Linked DNA regions of Sus scrofa: region 1 is linked to region 2. Evidence: chromatin contacts called from public Hi-C data. All regions are on one chromosome and are shown on one strand. Each heading gives the region's core, a stretch centred on a gene start, on an enhancer-like site or on the middle of the called end of the contact. The rest is flanking DNA. Distances are from core to core; before and after follow the strand shown. Region 1 overlaps LOC110259869 (a long non-coding RNA gene). Region 2 holds the start of TRIM4 (E3 ubiquitin-protein ligase TRIM4).

Region 1 (5,602 bases), core at 602-3,101, 50 kb after region 2:
TCACATACCTGTTGGCAATTTGTATGTCTTCCTTGGAAAACTGTCTGTTCAGGTCCTTGTCCATTACCCAATAAACAGATTATTGAGGCTTGTCGCTATTAAGTTGTATGAGTTTCTTATATATTTTGGATAGTAACTCCTGATCAAATAGATGGTTTGCAAATATTTTCTCCCATCTCATAGGTTACCTTTCTATCTTGTGGATTTTTTTGTTCTTTCTGAGTAGAAGCTCTTCAGTTTCATGCAGTGCTGCTTATTTATCTTTGCTTTTATTGCTTGTGCTTTTGGCCTCACTCTCAGAAGATTGTTGCTGAGGCCAATGCCAAGCAGGGTTTTCCTTGTGTTTTCTTCATTAGTTTTATGGTTTCAGGTCTTATCGTTAAGCCTTTAATCCATTTCAAGTTAATTTTTTTTTTGAGGGGTATAAGACAGGTGTCCAATTTCATTCTCCTGCAGGTGGAAATCCAGTCTTCCCAGCACCATTTATTGAGGAGATTCTCCTGTCCCCCCTGAGTCTTCCTGACACCCCCGTTGAAGATCAGTTGACTGTTTGTGGGTGTATCTCTGGGCTCTTGATTCTGTTCCACTCTCCATGTGTCTTTTTTTGTGTGCTAGTGCCATTATTACATTTTGGTTTTGTTTTTTGTGGTTTTTCTTGAGGGGGTGGCCAGGAACTGAATCTGAGCTGCAGCTGTGACCTATACCCTAGCTGAGGCCAGATCCTTAAGCCAGGGCACTGGCCCGGGGATCAAACCCACACCACTGCAAAGACAGAGTCAGATCCTAAACCCACTGGGCACAAGCAGGAACTCCAGTTATTATATTTTGTAATAAAGTTTCAAGTCAGGAAGGAGGGTGCCCCCAGCCCAGTTTAGTTCTTTCTCAGGATTGCTTTGGCTATTCTGGGTCTTTTGCCGATCTATATGAATTTTAGGATTGTGTTTTCGATTTCTGTGAAAAATGCCATTGGAATTTTGATAGAGATTGCACTGAATCTATAGACGGCTCTGTGCAATCCAGACATGTGAATGTTAATTCTTCCAATCCGTGAACACAGGTTATGGATCCATTTATCTGTGACTGCTTCCGTTTGTTTTTGCAAAGTCATAGATTTCCCTGCACAGCTCTTTCATCTCCTGTAAGTTTATTCCTGTTTCATTGTTTCTGATCGCTATTGTTAATGTGCTTGTTTTCTTTCTCTCTTTATTTTCTGATTCACATGTTCTGAAACAGTGTATACTGTTTTCCACCGGGGCTACACCATTCTGCATTCCCACAAGCCAGGCACCGGGGTTCCAGGTTCTCCACAGCCTTGCCAACCCTAGTTATTTAGGGGTTTTTTTTATTTGTTTGTGTGTTTGTTTTACAGCAGCCATTCTGATGGGATGAGACAGTCTTCACTGCTTCATGGCAGCACTCTACTCGGTCAGTTTTGAAACAGTTACGTGTTTCCTGCCATTTTAAAAGCATAAGCTTTCATTTGAACTGGGCTCATTTCTGATGAGAGGCAGGCAGCCCTGGCCAGCGGAAAGTGCCCCGACCTGTAGTGCTACACGTCAGGGTTCTGACCCACGCTGTCACTGAGAGACCCTGAGCCTCAAAGAACTTTTCTCCAGGCCTCAGTTTCCTCATCTTAGGGGTGGGGGGTCGGGGGGCGAGGCTAGCATGAGAATCTACTGTGCTCCAACCTCTTAGCTGAAACAGGCCTGGATCCATTTAAGCCGGGTCGCGCTTCCGCTCCTTCGTGCTATGTTGCATTTCTGTTTTGTTTCTTTCATTCATTTGGCTGCCCCGGGAGGGGGGCGCAGGCCCCGCCCACCGCCTTCGAGCCTGGAGAGCCACCGAGAAGGGGGCCCTCCGGGGTGCTAGAGAGGGCGCCTTGCCCGGCTGACGCGGGCGCACTTCCGGCCTTTGTGTGCCACCCAAGACGGCGGCTCCAGGGGGGCAGCCTGCGCTCCCCACTCCCGGTGGTGCGGCGCCGGGGGTGCGTGGGTTCCCCGGTTATGCAGCGTCATTCTCAACCTGTGCGGCTCTAGGAGGCCCCGCGCCCGCTGCGAACGCCCTGTGTCCCTTCCAACCCCTGCATTTTTGGTCTTGCCCTCCTCTTGCTCTCTTCTCGATGGGGGACTTAGCAGGACTTGAGGTTGGGGAGCGGGATTGTCCCAGGTTTGACCCCTCATTCGTTCAGGCCTCCTAGGAGTCAGCCTGGCTGCAAAGTTCAGGCGGATCCCGCTCCCTCCCACTTCCTTGCTGCCGCCCCCAGACTTGACTTTTGAAACGACCCTCTGGGAAGCCCAGGTCGTTGAACCAAAAAAACGCTAACTGGATCCCCCGGCGTCCCGTGTGCTTTATTCTCCCACGTACACTTAATCAGCTGAGTTTTAGCCCGGGCATAGGGGGAATTAGATCAGACTAGATTCTTGCGTTTTCCCAGACCTGAATGCTCTAGCAAGAGAACGGATACGTGTGTGATGCCGATATAATGTGAGAGAGACGGTGGGAGGTATACGCGAGACAGAGGATGCAAATAGAGAAGGAAGGATCCGGTTAAAAAGCTGCTGGGGCAGAGATCAAGTGGATAAGACTTTGCAAGATGGGTGGTAGTGGAAGGAGGGTGAGAACTGGATCCGTGGAAATGCCCTACCAGCCCAGGACATTCCCCATAGAGCTGGTGCAAAAGCACAAAGGTGAAAGGGATGGGAGGGCTGGGGAGAGAGTGGTAAATATTTCAACACCATTCTGATAATGTTTATTTTGTGCTGCGCACTGGAGATGAAAGAATGTGTGGCCACAGATCCCTGTTCAAGCGGTTGTTAGATCCCTTTTGCTAAAAATAGTGAAAGTGGTTCAAAGGTACAAACTCATAGTTAGACAAATTCTGGGAATGTAGCTATAGTGAAAAATAAAAATCATTATGTAAAAAGTTAAAAAATAATAATAATAAATTCTGGGGATGCAATGTACAGCATGGTGACTAGTTAATACTAGAGTATTGTATACAAACGCATTGTGTATTTGAAAGTTGCTAAGACAGTGGATCTTAAAAGTTGGCATCGCAAGAAAAAAATTAACTGTGTGAGCTGATGGATGTTAACTAAACTCATTGCGATCCGTTTCACAATATTTCCATATATCAAATCATTATGTTGTATATCCAAAGCTAATACAATATTATATGTCAATTCTATTTCAATAAAACTAGGGGCTTTTTTGCTTTTTTTTTTTTTTTAGTTTATTATTAAAGTATAGTTGATTTACTTTTTTGCTTTTTAATTTTTGGGTTTTTTTAATTTTTTTAAGAATTTTTAAAATTTTTCCTTAATTATTTATTTATTTTGGCTTTTTAGGGCCCCATATGGAGGTTCCTAGGCTAGTGGTCGCACCCGAGGTACAGCCGCTGGCCTAGGCCAGAGCCACAGCAACACAGGATCCGAGCCTTGTCTGCAACCTGCACTACGGCTCACGGCAACACTGGATCCTTATCCCACTGAGTGAGGCCAGGAACCGAACCCACAACCTCATGGTTACTAGTTGGATTCATTTCCCCTGTGCCACAACAGGAACTCCCTGTCGTTTTTGTTAAATAAAAGGAGAAGGTGACCCGAGGGAAGGGCTGCAAAAATCCGTTGAGGCTGTAGAGTTAGGGAGACAGGCAGATACACAAAGATTAAGGACAAGTGTGCGTAAGCCTTTCCAAAATAAAGCATGTGGCCACCAAAGCCAACAGGAGGAAAAAACAGGCATGTACTGTACCACATTGGCCTGAGGCTTGCTGAATTCAGCTTCATCCCTGTGCTTTGTTTTTTTGTGTTTGTTTTACTTTTTCCTATATTTATTGACAAAAGAAAGATGCTCAGATAACAAATGTGAAAGGTAGCCTATTAAAAAATATGTAAAATAATGGAATTCCCATTGTGGCACAGCAGAAACAAATCCGGCTAGTATCCATGAGGATGTGGGTTCGATCCCTGGCCTTCCTCAGTGGGTCGGGGATCCGGCATTGCCATGTGCTGTGGATGGAGCCCTAAAAAAAAAAAAAAAAAAAAGCAAAAATTTTTTTATTGTTAAAAATATGTGCATATGCCTAAAGAAATCTGGAAGGGTGTTCATTTGGCCTGTCTCTTACCCCGAGGCCTTGTGTGGTCATTACTTCTTTTCTCCTTTTTGTCTTTTTTTTTTTTTGATTTCCTAAAAATTTTCGATGTCTTTTTGTTGTTTTTACTAAAATATAGTTGACTTACTATGTTCTGTCAATTTCTGCTGTACAGCAAAGTGACCCAATCATACATATATATACATATATATATATATTCTTTTTCTCATATTATCTTCTATCATGTTTTATCACAAATGATTGGGTATAGTTCCCTGTACTGTACAGCAGCACTTCATCCATGTGCTTTTGTTTGCAGATGCTGTTGCTTAGTGGCACAAAACATGCTGAGAAAACTTGTATATGAAACCATAGGACTCGGGGTTCCCTTGTAGTGCAGCAAGTTAAAGATCTGACATTGTCACTGCCTTGCTGGGGTGGCTCCTGTGGTATGGGTTCACTCCCCTGCCTGGGAACTTTTACATGCTGCAAGTGCAGCCAGAAAAAAAGAAAAAAAAGAAACACTAGGACTTCATGTTGCACTAATGTGAGCCAGTTCACATTCTGGAAACACATAGTCTATCTAGACACACTATCTAGTCACTGTTCTCTTATGGTCCTTTTGCAACTCACAAGCTACATTTTGTTCTCAATTTTCTCAGGAGAGAATGTGATGGAAAATCATTTGGGTTCCATAGCAGAGATGCACAATTATCAGGAATCTGAAAGCATGGGGAGAAGATGGGTGGCGTGGATGAGATCAAAATATATGCAATACGGTCATCCTGGAGTGACAAGGGTCCAGTTTACAAATGCTCTGTATGTACAGTGGCCAGATGCACCCTGCCTCCTTCTTCCCCTTCACCCTCCCCCAGAATCCACCACCCCTGAAGGTGCTGGCCAGCAGCCAAGAGTAAAGGCTCAGGGACACGTCTGATGAGGCATGTCCTTCATCACCACCTCAGGGGAACGTGTGCCCCTGCCTTTTCCTACCCATCACTGCCGGCAGTTATGGCATCTCAGACCCTTTCATGGGGGCACACAAGCTCCCCCTTCGTATCCCTGCAGCAGGCTCTCTCATTCATCACTTGCCTTTTACCTTTAAAAACACACTGTGGTTTTTCCTCTCACCCTCTTCATTCCATGTGTGAACTTAAAAATGACAATAATCACTGCTGATTTGACTCACAATAACCCAAAGATATAAGTATATCAAGAAAAGAGAAGGCTGCGAGTTCTCCTGGAGCACAGCGGGTTAAGGATCTGGTGTTGTCTCTGTAACAGCTTGGGTCACTGCTGTGGTGAGAGTTTGATCCCTGGCCCAGGAACTTCCACATGCCATGGCATGGCCAAAAGAATAAAAATAAAAAAGGAAAGAAGGAAACAGAAGTCTCACACAGATAATTTGCTCAGACAATTAAATCCTGCTTGCATGGAAATTACTGTAATAGTCTTTGAAGCTTTTAAAGTTATTTTTAAATGACTGGAGAAGTCTGAATTTTTTTTAAA
Region 2 (5,723 bases), core at 617-3,116:
CGCCTCACCCCTGTCTGATCGCACTAACCTCAAACCTTCTGTGGGCTGGTACCAACTCGCATACAGTAAGCATCAGTAAAGATGACTGACTAAAGAAACGAATGTACCCCTTCTAGTCTAACCGCACCTGTTTCCTGTTTGCAGTCAGTTGATAAAAAACTGTACAGCGTTTGACAGTTTACAATCCACTTTAACTTGTCATGAAATTCGTGTATTCAGCAAGTACTTACTAGATACCAATTCAGATGGAGACCACTGGAGTGACACCGTCAGTAACGGAAGGGGGTGGGGCTACTCTGGAAAGGATGCGCAAGGAAGGTCTTCAAGCTAAACTCTAAAAGGATCTAAAGGATGGGAAGTACGGGTAGAGAGAGAGAACAGGCTTGAAACAAAAGCAAGAAGGCCAACGTGGCTGGAGTAGCGTATGACACACTGATTTATTTAACCGAAGCTTCTTAACCCCTAAGATGGGAAGACCAGATCATCTCCAAATTCTAACACTCATTTTCCCAACTGATGAAAGAAGTTAGTTCACAAAATCCTGACCCATCCCCTCAGCCAGGCTTTTCTCAAATCCTCCGTGGTCTATGATATTTGCAGGTATAAACCATATCGTCCAATAGAGCAACCTCAGCCACGGGAGCATCTGAAATACCGCTAGTCCCAATTGATGTGTGCGGTCAACGTGAAGCAAACACAGATTTATTTCAAAAACCTATCATGAAAAAAAAAGTAAACGATCTCACTGATAATTTTTCCTATCAGTTAATACCGAGTGATAATATTTTGGAAAAGAGGGTTAAATAAAACATATTATTTATTGCTCTTCCCGTGGTTTTTCGTCTGCTTATCTTAAAAATTCTCTTAATAAAATGTTACTGATGTAGTTGAAAAAAATATTGAAATTAACATCACCTGCCTCTTTTTACTACTGAAAAACACTTTAGTAGCATGCGTGGCTCGTGTTTTTTGTTTCTATTGGACACCACTGGTATATAACCTTCTACAATGTTTGTCTTAAACTCCAGGAGGCCAGTCCCTTGAAAATTCTGCAAGGAGGACTACACCCCCCTCCCAATCCCTGTTTTAACTCCAGCCCGGAGATCGGTGAGTAGCTTAACTTTTTTGAGCCTGGGAGGGGGCCACGGGGGCGTTTCATGCTTCCAGCGGCAAAAGCGGCCACCTAGTGTAAACAGTACAAGTGCCCACGCAATTCCGGCAACCCTGCAACGGCCGGCTCACCCGGTAGCTCTGGAAGGCCTCGTCCATGGGGGCCATGGTGTGGGCCTGGTGCTCCTGGGACTCCCTGCACACCATGCACATGAGTCGCTGATCGTCCTCGCAGAAGAGCCGCAGCGGCTCCCCGTGACGGTCGCACAGCCCGCGGGACGCGGGGCCCTCGCGCCGGCGCCGCGCCTTCTGCGCCAGCCGGGCCAGGGCCCAGTTGGGCCGCAGCGCAGAGGGCGTCGACGGCCGCCGGCACTCGGGGCAGGGAAACTGGTTGCAGCCCTGCGCCAAACCGCGGCGCAGGCAGTCGCGGCAGAAGTTGTGGCCGCACTCGATGGACACCGGGTCCTCGAAATAGTCCAGGCAGATGGAGCAGCTCAGCTCCTCCTGGAGGTCCTCGGCCTCCATGCTGCTCCTCTGACCCCGATCCGGGGGCGGGGTCGGAGGAAAGGCCGGCAGGCTGCAGGCGGGCCCCCGAAGCCGATGGCCTTCCGACCTGCGGCCGCCGCCTCCCGCCGAAGGGCGAAGTGCCATCTCTTCCTGGGACCGGGATCCAGGCGGGGCCCGGGGACGGGGAGGAGGTCCTTCCCGGCGCGTCTGAGGGGGGCCGAGCGCGCGCACGGCAGGTTTCCGCACCCCGACGGCGCGCGGGGCATGTCGGGAGGGCGCGCCCCCACCGGGCGGACAGTAGAGATGCGGAAGCCCCCCCTCGGGAAGCCTAGAGAGGAGGCGAGGACCTCAGGTTTGCCGAGCGCGCGGCTGTGAGGCGACCGCGCAGCTGCAGCAGCAGCTGGTGGGGCAACGTGGGGAGGCGCTGGTGAACTTCGCTAGTCCTTCAGGTTTGCGAGGTGAGGTCAGTGTTGGCCGGCCGCTCCGGACGATTTAGGTTCTGACTTCCTAGGCGAGGTGCAGCTTATGGCCTGAAGGATTAGGAGGATCGGGGGCATCCCCTTAGGCTGGCTCTTCCTGAAGTCTCCCTTTTATCGTTCAGCCTCATTCTCCAGGAAAGGAATCTGTTCTCGTCCTCGAACCCCCGAGGTCTAGTTGAATTCCTAAAAAGGCAGGATTTCCTGATGCCCCCACGAAGCCCACCAACTCTCCAGGGATTCGAGGAGCCGGGCGAACAGGCCAGCTAAGTTTCGGAGGCGAGCGAACAGAAAAAGGAGTGTTTAGCCCCCACGACGTAGTAGGGAGCTTTCTGATCGCCTTGCCACCCTGATTTCCCTCTCTTTCTTCCATAGCGTAGGAGATAGAGGCAGCCCATTCTCACCATGGGGCACACTCGCCCAGTGTAGATAGACGTTCTAATAGTTAAGTTAGGGGGAAGAATCTAGGGTTAGACGGTCTTCCTCAGGTTTGAGACTTCCCACCAGTATTTAAGCGGTTCAGCGCCCAGGAGGTCTAAAGGACTCTGGGTGATCTGCCAGGAGTGGCTGTCGTCTAAGATTCTGGGAGGAAGCAGAGCCTGTAGCTGCTGCTGCTGGTGGTGCTGGAGCAGTTCCTGATCCTCCTACCTGAGAAGACTAGGACCACGTTGTCAGAGCAACACTCTAAGAGTGGTGGGAAGGAAATCAGGTGTTTTAAGTGGAAGTGCTTAAGATTCAGATGCGTAGATGCATTGTCTTTTGGTACCCAACTTGAACCACTTGCCATCCCATGTGTCATCCATTGAGCCTTTCAACAAACAATATGCTTGCCTGTTTCACAGTGTTATCTGTTTCTCTCCAATGGATTTTTATCTTGTGTTTCTGAGGTGTTTTTTTTTTTTTTCTTAAATTCTTCGCACTCTGTTCTGTTTCTTATGAAAGAAATTTTTAATTCTTCTTGTGTCCCCAAATCAGATACTGCCTTTCCCATAATATGCTGATTAGGGGATTTGAAAAAGGAGCGCTTGGGGGTCACTGTTTTGGGGGTTTGATGAAGGTTCCACAGAATGGCTATGTTTAAATGTTTAAATTATGCATCCGATAGCTGTGTTTTCTTTGTAAATTGGAATACTATACTGAGAAGAAATCTGAGTCTTCATATAGACCAAGCAGGAAGAGGTACTCTTATCGGTTATTGACGTTTCCCATGAGTGTTTTACTGCAAGTGTCTATATGTCTATATGTCTGCCTGTGTATTGAAGTATATCTTCTAATGTCTTTGTTTTCAATGCTGCCATACTCCTGAAATGAACATCCTTCTCTACTGAAAATGTTGTGGCTCCTGAATTGACAGCTTTATTCATTTGGAATTCATATGGCATTTCAGGGGATGCCAAGTGGCCAATCTTGAGAAAGAAGAACAAAGTAGGAGAACACACACTTCCCAATTTCAAACATTATTACAGAGCTACAGTAATTAAAATGTAGTACTGCCATCAGAATAGACATATACATCAATGGGAATCAAATTGAGAGTACAGCAACAGTGCCGTACAGCTACAAGCAATTGGTTTTCAGCAATGGTGCCAAAACCGTTATATGTAGGGAAAATTAGCCTTTCAACAAGTGGTACCGATGCAACTGGACATCCACATGCAAAAGAATGAAATTGGACCTTTAGATCATTCCACGCACAAAAGTTCATTCAAACTCAATCAAAGACCTAACATAAAGCTAAAACTATAAACCTCTTGGAAAAATGGGTGTATTCTTCACAGTCATGGATTATGCAATGATTTCATAACTGTAACACCAAAATCATAAGCAGTGAAATAAAAAAATTAGCAAATTCAGTTTCATCAAAGTGTAAAACTTTTGTGCACTGGAGGACACCGTTAATGAACTGAAAGACAATCCACTGAACAGGAGAAAAAATTTGGACTCATACCTCAGATAAGGATCTAGTATCCAGAATGCATGAAGAACTCAACAACAAAAATACCAACAGCCCAATTTAAAAATGGGCAAAGGATTTGAGTAGACGTTTCTTCAAAGAAGCTATACAGATAGTCAATAAGTACATGAGAAGATGCCTAATGTCATCAGTCATTAGGGAAATGCAAATCAAAGCCACAATGAAATATCACTTCACCCACTAGGATGGCTAGAATTTAAAAGTCAAACTGGAAAAATGTGGGTAATGTGGGTACGTTGGAACCCATTTGTACACTGCTCCTGGGAATGTAAAGGAGTAATTAGTACAAATGCTGTGGGAAAAAAAAGGTGTGGCACTTGCTCAAAAAGTTAAAGTGTTACCATATGTGCTCCAGAAATTTCACTCCTAGGTATCTACCCAAGAGAAATGAAAACCTATGTTCACACAAAAGCTGGTGTTCACAGCACCATTTTTCATAATAGCCCCAAAGTGGAAATAATGCAAATGTCCAACTGAAAAATGAATCCATACAATGTGGAAGAGCAATACAAGGAATATTCATTCATAAAAGGAGGAAAGTACTGACACGCCACAACAGGGATGAACCTCAAAAACATCATGCCCAGTGACAGAGCCAGTCACCAAAGACCACGTATTGTATGATTCCATTTGGATGAAAAGCCCAGCCTCGGAAAATCTATTGAGACAGAAAATAGATTCATGGTTGCTTTTCTTTGGGGGTATAGGGGATTAGGGGTAATAGCTAAGTATTGTTAGGGTTTCTTTTTGAGTTGATTAAATGTTCTATAAGTGTTCATGCTGGAGTTCCCGTCGTGGCTCAGTGGTTAACGAACCCAACTAGGAACCATGAAGTTGTGGGTTCGATCCCTGGCCGTGCTCAGTGGGTTAAGGATCTGGCATTGCCGTGAGCTGTGGTGTAGGTTGCAGAAGTGGCTTGGATCCTGCAGGGAGCCGAGAAAATGCAGGGACTCAAAAAAAGGAACTTGCCTGATAGCAGAAAAACCTGAAGGCAGGTTCTTAACCAAGAAAGGGAGCCCACCCAACGGTACAAGCCGAAGGTGGGCTTCTGGTCAGGAAAAAAGCTCACCTGAACGGTGCATGCTGAAGGTGGGCCTCTGGTCAGGATGAAAGCCTGCCTACACGGTACAAGCCAAGGGCAGGCCTCAGATACACAGCTCTCACTTTGATGTTGATGGGGAAGAATTGGGGCTTTCCTGGGAAAACAATTTCCATGTTTGCACTGGAGAACATGGATTGTTTCTCGGGTGACCTAATCTTTCCTGTTGTTTTATTTGTTATTCAGTTTTTCTCAGTCTTTCCTGATTATTTACTTATTATTCTTATTTCACACTCTTATTGTTCTGTGGTGATTTGTGACTTAACAAAATTACAACAATAGTATAATAAAAATTTCATCCTGAAGGACTTTTCCCCTATTTGAATCCAACTTAGTTAAAACATAGTGTTTATCTATTAACTAGTTATATAGTAACTTTAGAGTTAGGATTTTAATGAGGTCCATAGAAGTTAGCCATATCTTATCCAAAAAACCTAGCTGTGAGTTTTGTCTTTGATTTTAAAAGCTTTTTAGTGATAGCTAGTTTAATTAAGTTGGTTTATATTTACTTACACTGTCTCCCTGCCATAACGCTTTGAAGATAAGCACCAGTCTA

Evidence for each region. Hi-C and Micro-C count contacts between places; a contact is called where the count stands out from the background.
Region 1: a Hi-C map of skeletal muscle shows a contact between it and region 2, with 2.0 times the contacts expected there. The contact joins the enhancer-like site here to the promoter of TRIM4 in region 2. A contact is called at or near these places in 5 of 47 Hi-C or Micro-C datasets (embryonic fibroblasts, liver, skeletal muscle and 1 more) and 2 of 2 datasets of contacts at active chromatin or transcription factors (alveolar macrophages and skeletal muscle).

Annotation. Positions count from the first base shown.
Region 1 is chr3:7,885,985-7,891,586 of Sscrofa11.1, forward strand. LOC110259869 (a long non-coding RNA gene) reads left to right here. Exons shown (of 3, transcript XR_002342271.1): 3 at 1,370-3,200. Among named protein-coding and RNA genes, the nearest start is that of AZGP1, 21 kb to the left of the region's middle. Within about 2 kb of position 1,852, at least 64 of the 83 cell types and tissues checked have an H3K27ac peak or open chromatin away from gene starts, as enhancers often do. A contact at or near this core is called in alveolar macrophages, liver, skeletal muscle and 1 more, where this site is marked.
Region 2 is chr3:7,835,721-7,841,443 of Sscrofa11.1, forward strand. It overlaps TRIM4 (E3 ubiquitin-protein ligase TRIM4), which reads right to left and starts at 1,867. Exons shown (of 6, transcript XM_003124333.5): 1 at 1,243-1,867. The coding sequence starts at 1,761. It overlaps LOC110259868 (a long non-coding RNA gene), which reads left to right and starts at 1,934. Exons shown (of 2, transcript XR_002342269.1): 1 at 1,934-2,075; 2 at 3,448-3,934.